3 separate regions of the Mus musculus genome follow, and all the other regions are linked to region 1. The links are chromatin contacts, called in public HiChIP or PLAC-seq and promoter capture Hi-C maps. All regions are on one chromosome and are shown on one strand. The core of a region is the stretch at or near the end of the contact, and the rest is flanking DNA. Distances in the headings are between cores, read along the strand shown. Region 1 has its middle 16 kb from the start of Gm27204. Region 2 overlaps Pigb (phosphatidylinositol glycan anchor biosynthesis, class B). Region 3 holds the start of Rsl24d1 (ribosomal L24 domain containing 1).

Region 1 (4,311 bases), core at 1,020-3,519:
AGATGATTGTAAGCCACCATCTGATTGCTGGGAACTGCACTCAGGACCTCTGGAAGATCAACTTACCACTCTTAACCACTGAGCCATCGCTCTAACCCACATCCTTGTTTTCCTAGAACACATCTTAGGGTAAATTCTTACAACACAGATTGCTTATAGTTTAACTCCTAAAAGGTTTTGTCCTCATGTTTAGGCGATAACTGTGTTGGCTACAGATTTCTAGTTGACAACCATTTACCCTTAGAAGTCGGTGGCATTTGTCTGTCTGTGCTCTATCGGTAATGGTTGCCTCCGTCATTCTGAAGCGCATCTGTTTAGATGTGCAGATGTGCAGCTTCATTCTCCGTCACTCCCTTGGGACTTTCATTTTCAGTATAGTGAGGGTCCCTGGTATATGTATGTGTGAATCTACTCTTTAAAGACAGGGTTTCTCTGTGTAGCTCTGGCTATTGTGGAACTCGCTCTGTAGACCAGACAGGCTTCAAACTCAGAAATCTGCCTGCCTCTGCCTCCTGAGCTCTGGAATTAAAGGCGTGTGTCACTATACCTAGTCCATTTTCTAAGTGTGCAAGGCATTCTGTGTGTAAGTATGAATTGCTAGGGATTGAACCCGGAACCTCTCACAAGCCAGGCAAGTAAACCATGTGCGTAGCCCAAGTAGGTTTTGTTACCTATGACGTTGCTCATTGGCGTATGCTGTTCAACATTAGAATTTTTTTCCTTTCATCGTTTTCTCTCTTGCCTGTTCATGGTTCTTTCTGGAACACTTTGACCTTTTCAATTAGTTCTCGATCTCTTCATTTTTATGTGGTATTTATTTCTTTATTGAACTTTAGTTTTTTTTGAGACAGAGCCTCTACTCCTGGCTCTCCAAGAACTTGTTATATAGACCAGGCTGGTCTCAACTTGCAAAGATCTGCCTGCCTCTGCCTCACCCTTTGAAGGTTGGGATTGAAGGCGTGTGGCACCAAGCCTCACTTATGGGATTTTTGTTTTTTAAAATTTTACCATCTGGGAGATTTTCTTTCTCTTTGATTGAAGTTTTCTTTCAGCAATTATTGTTTTGGTTTTGTTTGCTTGTTTTGTTTTTTGTTTTGGTTTTTCGAGACAGGGTTTCTCTGTATAGCCCTGGCTGTCCTGGAACTCACTTTGTAGACCAGGCTGGCCTCGAACTCAGAAATCCGCCTGCCTCTGCCTTCCAAGTGCTGGGATTAAAGGTGTGCTCCACCACGCCCGGCCTCAGCAATTGTTTTAATGTCCAGCTTTTTCTATTTATTATTTTCATGTTCTCAAAAGATGTGTGTGTGCATGCGTGTGCGTGCGTGCATGCATGCGCGTGTGTGCATGCGCATGCACGCCTGTGAAGCTCAGACGACAACTTTTCTCTTTCCATTCTGTGGATTCCAAGGAATAAACCTGGCTTGTCAGAGTCGGTGACAATCTCCTTTAACTGGCAAGCCATCTTCCCAGCCCCATGATATAGCATCCTGTCTTGTTTTATGGACAAGATGCCAACTGAAGACACTGTTTGCAGACTCTGGTCTAAGTCTTCTGTTCCCTGATCTCGTTTTGCTTCCTCCTGGGATGAGTTTCTCTGTTTGTTTCACTCGCTTGCTCACTCTCTCTAGCTGGCCTGTGGGTGCCGCTTAGGTTTCAATCTGCCTCTCTAGGGAGAGCCAGGTAAGGCAGTGCACACGTGTGACCCCAGCATCCAGAGGCAGGAGGATCACCACATGTGTGGGGCCAGCCTGATCTACACAGTGAGTCCCAAGCCAGCCAGGCCTCCATGGTGAGACCCTGTCTCAAAACAGCACAAGGAAAGAAGGAAGGGAGAGGGGTAGGTAAGCAGCGAGGGGTGGAGGAGAGCGAGGTGTGTAGATCCACCAATCACAGCTGTCCCGGGCACTATGAAATCTACAGATGCTTAATTTGGGCAGAAGAAAGCTACAAAAAATTTTAATGTTTAAATGTTTAAATCTTTCCAGTGGTATAGATCCTAGATTCCAAGCACTTGTGGGTAAGAGAAATACAAGTAATGGCGGATTCGCTGCCAGTCAGCCATCCTCTTCATAGCCTAGCTTGGGGGAGCCTCTGGCTTCTGACTCTGCCCACTCCCCAACCCCTACCCTCCTAAACACACCTGTGTGTTTGACTGGAATTCCACAGACCTAGGCTTCCTCCAATCCAAGCTTCTGCTGGAGGCTGGGCCCTCAACTGCAGGCAATGGCAGCTGCTGACAGCCGTGCAGTAAGGAGCTCTGGGCCTTGTGCCTGTGGGGCCGGAGCTATAAATAGCCCTGATTACAGATTTTCCTCTTGTTAACCAATGGCACTTTATGGCTCTCCATTCAAAATAGGCCTGGCTGGTGTTTAGTCTCCCTGGGGGGGCAGCTGTAAAGGCCACTTCAGTTTCACAGCTAAGGAGAGTTACAAGGCAATTAAAACATTTTTGTCTTTTCTCTCTTATGATTACTCCCCTGTGGCAGATACAGCAAAGCACTTGCCCGTGCTGTTCTGTTCTGACTGCCTACCAGGAAGGACTCTGGGGACACAGCATCAGGGCACACTAGCCTAGACTCAGAGTCTGAGCCCCAACATGTCTGTTGTTCTTTACAGGCTGAGAAGAAAAGTCAGGATTAGTTTGGTCTGAACACATAGGTGGACAGGCAGCTGTTAATGACTTCACTGCAGAGTGTCTTCCTGAAGGGGAGACAAATGCTTCTTGTGAGAAAACAAAATATATGCTCAAAATTTTTATGCATTCCCTCTTGTGATAAATTAAGTGTTTGCATAAATAAATGTATACCCAGGGCTGGAGACATGGCTCAGTGGTTAAGAGCACTAATTGCTCTTCCAGAGGTCCTGAGTTCAATTCCCAGCAACCACATGGTGGCTCACAACCATCTGTAATGAGATCTGATGCCCTCTTCTGGTGTGTGTCTGAAGACAGCTACAGTGCACTTATATAAATAAAAATAAATAAATTTACCGGGCGTGGTGGCGCATGCCTTTAATCCCAGCACTTGGGAGGCAGAGGCAGGCAGATTTCTGAGTTCGAGGCCAGCCTGATCTACAGAGTAAGTTCTAGGACAGCCAGGGCTACGCAGAGAAACCCTGTCTTGAAAGAACCAAAAATAAATAAATAAATAAAGTATATACCCTAGCCACATGAAAGTGATTAGAGAAAACAGTGTCTCACATAACCTAGCTCTAGATTGTAGTAAATAACATGTTAATCCTGGTCCTAAAAACAATCTCGATATGGAAAGAGGGGCTGTCATAACCTCGACATTGATCTAGATGTGTACAGCATCCTCTTCAGCATTCAAAACTCTTCCTTGGCTGGGGTCTGAGGAGAAAGCTCAGAGCTTTGTGAGTACAAGGACCGGAGTTCAACCCTCAGAACCCACATTAAAAAAAAACAACCGAGATAACCCTCGCTTGTAAACCAGCGCTGGAGGAGGAAGAGATGATCAGATCCTGGGGGTCACGGACCACACAGTGTCCCAGAAGCCTAATCTCTAGCGGTGGCTGTCACCCGAGGAACAGCAGCTGAGGCTGACTTGAGCTCCACGTGCTACCTCACTCCGCACAAACGCACCTGAACATAAAAGAAAATCCTCCTGGTTTCTTCTCAGGGCTGTCACAGTGCAGGGCAAGCATGACCACCACAGATGACCACCCAGAGCTTAGAGAAGCCCTGAGGTAAGGCCTTGGATGCACTGAGAGGCCTGAGGAAAGGAGGGGGAGATGGGAAAGAAAAGACGTGTAAAGGATTCTTCAACCCAGCCGGAAAGATTCTGCCAAATAGTAATCTGTAGCCATTATGAAATTTCCAGGAAGGAAAAGATTAGCATGCAAAGGAGGCACAGATGTGACTGGAAAAGTTTCTGCTCTCCTCAGAGACACCAGCGTAGGCGCTCAGAACTAAGGGCTTGCATCAGAGCCTCAAAGGACCACTGAGGTCAGAGGGTCCACATCCCTTGTGTTATGGATGAGATGGGTGATGGGACAGATCTGCAGGGACCAATACAGAGTTACCCAATAACTGCAGATGTTCACAGTATCCTCTGAAGAGCCAGGTATAAACCAGGCCCATGTGCCCATTGGGACAGTCAGGGATAAGCCACAAAAGTTCTCTTTGAGTGACTGCTCTCTGGTAGAGGCCAGGGCTGACCCTGGCAGCACCTGGGTATAGAAGAAAGAACATTTCCCACAGCCGAGCTCTCAACAGGTTGTACTTGTGACCAGGGATGGACGCTGCATGGTGGGAACAGAACCTCCAGGCAGGAGATATGGAGAAAACCAAGGC
Region 2 (4,067 bases), core at 512-3,011, 260 kb after region 1:
CTGGGCAGTGGTGGCACAGCAGAGGCAGGGCAGATTTCTGAGTTCAAGGGCAGCCTGGTCTACAGAGTGAGTTCCAGGACAGCCAGGGCTACACAGAGAAACCCTGACTCCGGGGGCTGGGGGGAAGCCAAGGAAAAGTCCCCATTGCCTTCTCTAGTATGTTCTGTCACTTAGAAATACATGTTAATTTTTACATTTTTAAACACTGCCGGGGAGGAAGGCTGTTAAGTCAGTTGTGGTGTTTACATGAGAAAAGCAAAGGGGTAGTTTAGCTGGAGAACCAGTGGGGAAGGGCAAGCTGCGCTGTATCTTAACCTCTGCACAGGCAGAGGCACCAGGAAGTTTAGGTTGCAGCTCTCGTAAGGAAACAAAGCCGTATTTTTCACTGACCACAACCTAAATACTAAATCCCCCAAGAAAGACCTTATAGTGGAATTGTGAACATCAGACATCAAAATTAACTGGAGACTATGTAGTGTGTGATCTCAGTGACCCCAGTTAGTAGGGAGTTGGAGGCAAGAGGGGCGCAAGTTTAAGGCTAGCCTGGGCAACTTACAGCAAGATCTTCTGGTTGAGCAGCTGCTTCCAGGGCAGAGGACTGGGAGGGGTGGCAGGGGTAAAGGTCTTGCCACACAGGCCTGAGTTGGAGCCTAGAGTTCATGCCTCCCAGGTCTCACTAGACTGCTCTAGAACTTTGGTTTCTTCAGTCTCTACCTCCCAAGTGCAAGGATTACAAGGATTACACCACACCTGCTGTTTTGGAGTTTTCAATTTTTTTTCCCCCTTGAGACAGGCTCTTGCCATGCATGTAACCCAGGCTGTCCTTAACCAGCAGTTCTCTGGCCTCGGCTGTTAGAGTGCTGGCGTGCAGACAGGTACCACTTTCCCTGGCCCGTTGGCTTTAGAACACAGAATCCGTCTTGAGGCGGTGCATAAGTAATGTTGATAGACACGTTGGAACTCAGAACAAATGCTCTTCAGTGGGAAGCAAAGGGCTCTACTGGCTGGGAGCAAGCCAATGCCACCTGATTCTTGTTGGCAGTACATCAGCGCACCTCAGCGTTTCTGCTCGGGCTATTAGATAAGACACCAAGATGCAGCATTCACTGTGAGGAACCCGGATGCTGTTATCCAGACTTAGCCTTAGAGGACTGAGGGGTTCTGGCTGGAATCTTAGAGACTGACTACAAAACCTTGCTTTTTAACCACCTCTTGAATCTGACCTGGCTTTTGATTTGCTGTGACCCAAAGACTGGTGGAAGGAACTGCAGATTTGAGGCCCAGGCCTCCTACCTTCCCACTCTTGCCTTGGAACCCTGAAAGCACCGTGTAAGAAGCTCCACCTAACCCACTGGGCAGTGAGAAGGCTCCGGAGCTGAGGTACAGCTAGTCTGGCCCACACAGCTAGAGCCCTTCCAGTGCTCTGTCCAGTCAGTGTGAGTGAGCAGGGTTAAGATGTGGCTGGCAGTGACACTTACATGAAACAGGTTAAAATAGGTCACAAGAACAGAATAAGGCTTAGAGGTGAGTTTTGGAAAGCCTCAACAGTTCTATGGAAAGCTGCACGGTGCAGCAAGCCTGCTGTCCTATCACTGCTGGGGATGGGCTTAGAGGATAATCTGGAGTTCAAGGCCAGCCTGATGACATGGTAAGAATCCTGCATGGGTGTTTCAGCCAGCCAGCCAGTCTTACCTCCTACCCCTGGCAAAAGAGTGGACTGTCTGGTGATCATTCTTGTATCTTACGTAATACAGAAAAAGGCCACTTAGGAGCTAGGCAGAGTGGCTCACATCTGTAATGCCAGCACTTGGAAGGTTGAGGCAAGACGATGGCCCTTGAGTTCAGGTCTGACCGCATAGATTGCTCTAGGTCAGCTCTGCCTCTATAACCAGACAACAGACACCCACAGAGCATTAGATTACAAAAAAGGAAACACTATGGTAATAGTTTGTAATTAGGAAAGTTTTCATTGAGCCTAGTTGGAAATAAATAGCTCCGTGGGCATTGACAGTCTCTTAATCTTTTATTGCTGTTTTGAGACAGGATCTAGCTATCAAAGCCCAGGCTGCCCTTGACTTGTGGTTGATCCTCCTGCCTTTTCCTCTCCGGGGCAGGGATTACAGCAGTGCTGTCAAGTCTGGCTTCTTTTAGCTACTCTTTCTAAAACGTATTCTGTATTAAAAATACTTACCACAGAACACCATGCAGAATGGTAAAACTGGATAGATAAACCTGAATTCTTTGTGGCCCAACATGCTGTAATAAAAGATATTAAGACAAAACATTAATTTTATATTAGTCTGAGAAATTAATGCATTTAAACTATATGATCTGTTTATTTGTCAAGCATTTGACACTGAATTCCTTTTATTTTCCTGATAACTTTTTTACCAGCCAACTCTAGACACTTGTGTTTAAGCCCATGTTGCTGGCATTACAGGTGTTATACCATGAGTCCGACTTGGGAATTGTACTCCTTTTTAAATAGAGTGTGGTGATGTGCTAATAATGTCAGAGTGAAGCCGGGTGTGGTGGCGCACGCCTTTAATCCCAGCACTCGGGAGACAGAGGCAGGTGGATTTCTGAGTTCGAGGTCAGCCTGGTCTACAAAGTGAGTTCCAGGACAGCCAGGGCTATACAGAGAAACCCTGTCTCGAAAAACCAATAAATAAATAAATAAATAAATAAATAAATAATGTCAGAGTGAAATTATAAAGTACAATTACACTTAGAAAAAAATTTATGTATTCAACTAAGTAATATTACTCAAATTTAGAATAAGAATATATTCCTTTAAAATGTTTTAAAATGTTTGTGTGTGTGTGTGTGTGTGTGTGTGGCAGGTGAGGTGCTCACACCACAGTGCACACGTGGAGGTCAGAGGACCAGAACTTGTGGCCATCAGTAGTCGTCTCCTCCTGTGTGGATCGTGGTGACACTGCTCAGGGCCACAGACATGGTGGTGGGTGGTGGTAGGTGCCTCTACCTGCTGAGCCATCCCACCAGTTCCACATTTTAATCTCACAACTAGACAGATGTAGCAGTAGGTCTAAGTCCCCTGAGTAGCACATTTGTTCACCTGACATAATCTCTACTGCTGTATTCTAAGAAACAACTTCCCAATAGTTTCAGAATCTCTTAGTAACATTTAAACATTCACCTGCCTGAACAAAGTCTTACCTGTATACCAGCAGTGTCCACAGCACGGTCAGCAGCAGTATGTGGAGCCTCCTTGGGGCTAGGAAGCAACCGTGAATGAAGAAAGGTAAGTGGGTCCCCAGGACAACTGGGAACCCTTGACTGAGGTACCAGTGCCATGGATGGGAGCCATAAAACGTCCCTAGGTTCTGCAGCACGTTAAATTTCAAGAAATTTAATTGGACCAGCGTCCACTGGCACAAGTGAAAGAGAAAGAAAAATGGGTTAGTGTCAAAAACTGATCTAGGACTTTATAGTATTTGACAGAATCATAACATTAAGTAAGAATTTAATCTAAAAACTCAGGCAGCAGTCTAAGTCTGCGTAATGACATGAGTTCTGGTTAATAACTGTCTTTTTTTCTCTCACCCCCTCTTTCTTTTTTCTTGGAGACAGGGTGTTGGTCTGTCCTGTACATGAGGTTGGCCTTGAACTCAGAGATCCACATGCCTCTGCCTCCCAAGTGCTGGGATTAAAGGCGTGGGCCACCACTGCCCCAGTTAATAACTTGTTTTTGTAAGTACTTGATAGTGTTAATTTGTAAAATGCTAAGTTTTTTAAGGTTTAAATCTCAAATTATGAATAATCATTCACACATACTTTTGTTTTATATCCAATTAGAAAAGAATTTTTTAAAATTGATTTTTCTTTTAATTGTATGTGTGTGCACTTGAACACGTGCCCTCATGCCTAATTGCTCTTCGAGAAGGGATCAGATTCCCTGGAATTGCCCGCAGTTATGAGCAGCTCCTACGTGATGCTGAGACTCTAGCAGTTAGGGAGCCTCGGTGTGGATTCCAGGTGTGAGCCACTACACCAAGCACTCGCCACCACAGCTGGATCAGATACAAAGTGCTGAAAGCCCAGCT
Region 3 (4,171 bases), core at 1,512-4,011, 350 kb after region 1:
AGAGCTTTTTGTCTAGCAGTATAAGATACAAGATACAGGGTATATGCCATTTCATTTTTCTGGTAGCCACAAAGTCCTCCCCCCCCTCTTCCTTTGACAGGGCCTCAATAAATAATTCTGGCTGACCTGAAACTTGCCACATTAAACCAGGCTGGTGGAGAACCCACAGAGGTTCCCCCCACAGTCTACCTTTGCATCCCAAGTGCTGGTGTTAAAGACACGCACTACCAGTCTTAGCCAGAAATTTAATGTTTTTTTTTGTTTTTTTGTTTTTTTTTTGGTTTTTCGAGACAGGGTTTCTCTGTATAGCCCTGGCTGTCCTGGAACTCACTTTGTAGACCAGGCTGGCCTTGAACTCAGAAATCCGCCTGTCTCTGCCTCCCAAGTGCTGGGATTAAAGGCGTGCGCCACTACGCCCGGCTGAATTTAATGCTTTTCAAAACAGGGTTTCTCTATGTAGCCCTGGCTGTTCTGGGCTTCTTGGAGATCTGCCCGCCTCTGCCTCCTGAGTACTAGGACTATGTGCACCATCCAGGGGTAGTATGTTTTACTTAAAATGTTGTGCCAGGAAGTTCATGAATCCCAAAAACCCACCAAGGAGACGATTCTGATGCAACACATTAGGGTCTTTATTATAAGCTTGAGCTGGGGCCACACTGCCATCTGTAGCCCCGAGGTCTTAGGGGGTCAAGGCTTTATAAGAAATTGTGAGCAAGCAAGGGGACTTTAGCCTGGCACGTATCTAATTGAGTAACTATTGTATGACAACAGGTGGGTACTCTGAAGCAAGACTGTATACAATGACAAATGGTCTGAAAGTACATTTGAAACAATCAGACTAATCTTTGATTAACTGTTGCTAGGAAGTAGCTAGGGAGTAACTCTGGCCCAGGACAAGCCCTGGGGTCCTTCCTGGTACTTGGGTGCAGCTTGGGTTCAGCTGCAGGCCAAGTCTCAGGCTTGCTTTAAGATGGAGGCTGGTCCCAAGATGGAGTAGGTTTGGCCTCTCAGACCATATTTTAAATATTTCAATATACGATCAGCAGGTAAATATCAAGCCAGTATGGTGGCACACCTCTACAGTATCAGCACAGATCATGATTTCTAGGGAACCCTGTGCTGTATATTGAGACGGAGACCTCAAAAACAGAACGAGGCACTGGAGAGATGACTCAGAGGCTAAGAGCACTGGCTGCTCTTCCAGAGGACTTGGGTTCAGTCCCAGGGTCCACATGGAGACTCGCACCTATCTCTATCTCCAGTTCCCGGGATCCTATGCCCTCTTCTGACATTGGCTGGCACAGCACACACAATGTGCACATACTAAACAAGTAAAACACATAAAATAATACGATTTAAAAAATAGCAAGGCATGGTAGTACACTCCTTTTTTAAAAAAAGATTTATTTATTATTATTATATGTAAGTACACTGTAGCTGTCTTCAGACACACCAGAAGAGAGTGTCAGATCTCATTAGGGATGGTTGTGAGCCACCATGTGGTTGCTGGGACTTGAACTCAGATCTTTGGAAGAGCAATCAGTGCTCTTAACCGCTGAGCCATCTCTCCAGCTCCCACCCCTCCCCTTTAAAATATTTTATTTTTATTTTCACGTGCATTGGTATTTTGCCTATAAGTCCTCTGGACCCAGGTCCTCTGGAAGAGCAGTGCTCATCACTTCAGCCCCTCTCCTTTAAAATTTATTTTATATGTGTAGGAAGTTTGGTTACATATATGTCAGTGTACTGTGTGTATGTATGCCCGGTGCCTGTGGAGGCCAGAAGAGGGCATCAGATCCCTTGGAACTGGAGTTACAGATGGTTGTGAACTGTCATGTGAGTTCTGGGAATCAAATCTGGGTCCTCTGGAAGAACAACCAGTGCTCTTAACCCTAGAGCCATCTCTCCAGCACCTGGTAGCACACCCCTTTAATCCCAGTACTAAGGAGGCAGAGGTAGGGAGATCTCTTATTAGATCGAGTCCAGCTTGGTTTACATAGCCAGTTCCAGATTACACAAAACGAGACCCTCTGCCAAAATACAAAATCAGTTAAGCATCCCTTGGACCCACATGGTGAGAGGAAAGAACCAACTCGTCCAAGCTGTCCTGACTTTGAGTAGGTTGCTCTCCTAAGACCAGGGTGGAAGTTTTTTTTTTTTTTTTTAATTTTATTTTGTTTTATTATATGTAAGTACACTGTAGTTGTCTTCATTCACTCCAGAAGAGGGAGTCAGATCTCTTTAGGGATGGTTGTGAGCCACCATGTGTTGCTGGGATTTGAACTTCAGACCTTCAGAAGAGCAGTTGGGTGCTCTTACCCACTGAGCCATCTCACCAGCCCCGGGTGGAAGGTTTTAGTTGTGTACTCCTGCCAAGTCCTTTGGGGAAGACAAGCCTGGAGTAAAGCAGACTTTGGTACAATCCGGTGTGGGGGAGCGTGCCCGTGGCAAAGCACAAGCACCGCAATAGCGCTATGGAATGAGTATACCGGGAAAAATTCCAAAGCGCCCGTACGGTAGATCTCACAGAACCAAAAAGTCAAACTCCCAGATGCAGTCTATAGCCTCTGCGTCTGCGCGGGACGCTGCTGCTGCTGCTGCTGCTGCTGCTGCTGCTGCTGCTGCTGCTGCTGCTGCGCACACGCGGGTCAGGTGGTGCCTTTACCTTCAGCTCATTCATATTCTAAGATACCATTTCCGGGTCGGGTCAGGGACTCGCTTCCGGCGACTAGGAAGTGACGTACCACTTCCTCTCCAGCTCCGCGTCCCGAAGGTGGGTCCCACGCGGGGTCAACATGAGGATCGAAAAGTGTTATTTCTGCTCCGGGCCGATCTACCCGGGGCACGGCATGATGTTCGTCCGCAACGATTGCAAGGTGAGGCGGCCGTGGCCCGCACGCTCCGGACGGCTCGGGGACTGGAGCGCGCTCTGCTCGCGCCGGGTTCTGAACGCCGTGGAGTGGCCTGGGCTGGACCCGGCGTCGGTTCACTGCCGGCGAGGTCTCCTCGTTGCTGTCAGACGCTCATCTCATCCGCAGGCCACCCGGCTTGCCGCAGGGTCAGGAAGTCGGTCGAATTAATGCTTAAGGAGGCTCATGCTCTCGTACAGTGGGAGGTGGGGTTGTCTGTAGCGGTTAATGGACATGGTGCCTGAGCCTTATAGACTTTTGCATTGTTGCTGGAGATGAGCTAGGAGAAAGACAGCATGGGGGTTCTTTGGGGGGGATTAACTGGCTACTTCGGCAGCCTTCACTATCCCACTTCTTGAAGGTTCTCACGGAATGAAGTATGTAAGCAAAAGCATTATGATTTGTGCCGCATGCACAGGCTTTCTTAGTTTAGGTTTCTGTTTCTGAGCGGGTCACACATTTTAGTTACCATACTCAGCTTTCTTTGCTAGCGCCCAGTAACCTCAAAGGCTTACTTTTTATGTTGCTTCCAGTGACACACAGAAATTGCATTATTAATTATTTTTGGTTTTTCGAGACAGGGTTTGGTTTTTCTGTATAGCTCTGGCTGTCCTGGAACTCACTCTGTAGACCAGGCTCAGAAATCCGCCTGCCTCTTGTCTCTCCCAAGAGCTGGGATTAAAGGCGTGCGCCACCACTGCCAGGCTCCAGATAGCGTTTTGTTGTTGTTGTTGTTTTTTGTTTGTTTGTTTGTTTTGTTTTTTTGTTTTTTTTTGTTTTTTTTTTCCGAGACAGGGTTTCTCTGCATAGCCCTGGCTGTCCTGGGACTCACTTTGTAGACCAGGCTGGCCTCGAACTCAGAAATCCGCCTGCCTCTGCCTCCCAAGTGCTGGGGATTAAAGGCGTGCGCCACCACGCCCGGCTGAGAAGGTCTTTAAGGAGCTTTTTCTTAGACTATTCCTTCACTTAAGGCCAGTGTAAGGTATTATTCTCTAAAGTGATTAGTGATGGTTTCCGGGTGCTTAGCCTGGTAGAGATGATGTCGGACACCCATCAAACACTTGAGTGTCCTTCTGTTCTGATGTCGCATGTGATTCTAGGTGTTGTCCTTAGTTCTTATGTGAGTGTCTTTTTTTTTTTTGCTTTACAGTAGTTTTTTGTTTGTTTGCTTTTTCTTTTTGGTTGGCTGGGGGGGGCCGGGGGGGGCATGTAGAAACATTTTTATTGTTGACTCTTCAGCTCCTCGGTATTTTAACTTGAGT

Evidence for each region. Promoter capture Hi-C pulls out the DNA fragments that hold promoters and counts their contacts. HiChIP or PLAC-seq counts read pairs in DNA pulled down with a chosen protein or histone mark.
Region 2: a contact with region 1 is called in an H3K4me3 HiChIP or PLAC-seq map of neural tube, with 5 times the contacts expected there. The contact joins two enhancer-like sites. A contact is called at or near these places in 3 of 39 promoter capture datasets (the C10 cell line, the HPC-7 cell line and cranial neural crest), 4 of 484 Hi-C or Micro-C datasets (cortical neurons, liver and pancreatic cancer cells), 4 of 115 datasets of contacts at active chromatin or transcription factors (embryonic midbrain, embryonic stem cells, forebrain and 1 more) and 3 of 9 other capture datasets (adipose tissue, liver and pancreatic islet).
Region 3: a contact with region 1 is called in a promoter capture Hi-C map of hippocampal neurons, with 3 times the contacts expected there. The contact joins the promoter of Rsl24d1 here to the enhancer-like site in region 1. A contact is called at or near these places in 3 of 39 promoter capture datasets (the C10 cell line, cranial neural crest and hippocampal neurons), 4 of 115 datasets of contacts at active chromatin or transcription factors (embryonic midbrain, forebrain, neural tube and 1 more) and 1 of 9 other capture datasets (adipose tissue).

What each region holds. Positions count from the first base shown.
Region 1 is chr9:72,760,987-72,765,297 of GRCm38.p6, forward strand. No RefSeq gene overlaps it. Among named protein-coding and RNA genes, the nearest start is that of Gm27204, 16 kb to the right of the region's middle. Within about 2 kb of position 2,270, at least 59 of the 459 cell types and tissues checked have an H3K27ac peak or open chromatin away from gene starts, as enhancers often do. A contact at or near this core is called in forebrain and hippocampal neurons, where this site is marked.
Region 2 is chr9:73,019,095-73,023,161 of GRCm38.p6, forward strand. Pigb (phosphatidylinositol glycan anchor biosynthesis, class B) reads right to left here. Exons shown (of 12, transcript NM_018889.3): 8 at 3,181-3,392; 9 at 2,192-2,256. Among named protein-coding and RNA genes, the nearest start is that of Pigb, 19 kb to the right of the region's middle. Within about 2 kb of position 1,762, at least 13 of the 459 cell types and tissues checked have an H3K27ac peak or open chromatin away from gene starts, as enhancers often do.
Region 3 is chr9:73,110,708-73,114,878 of GRCm38.p6, forward strand. Rsl24d1 (ribosomal L24 domain containing 1) reads left to right here and starts at 2,762. Exons shown (of 6, transcript NM_198609.2): 1 at 2,762-2,876. The coding sequence starts at 2,796.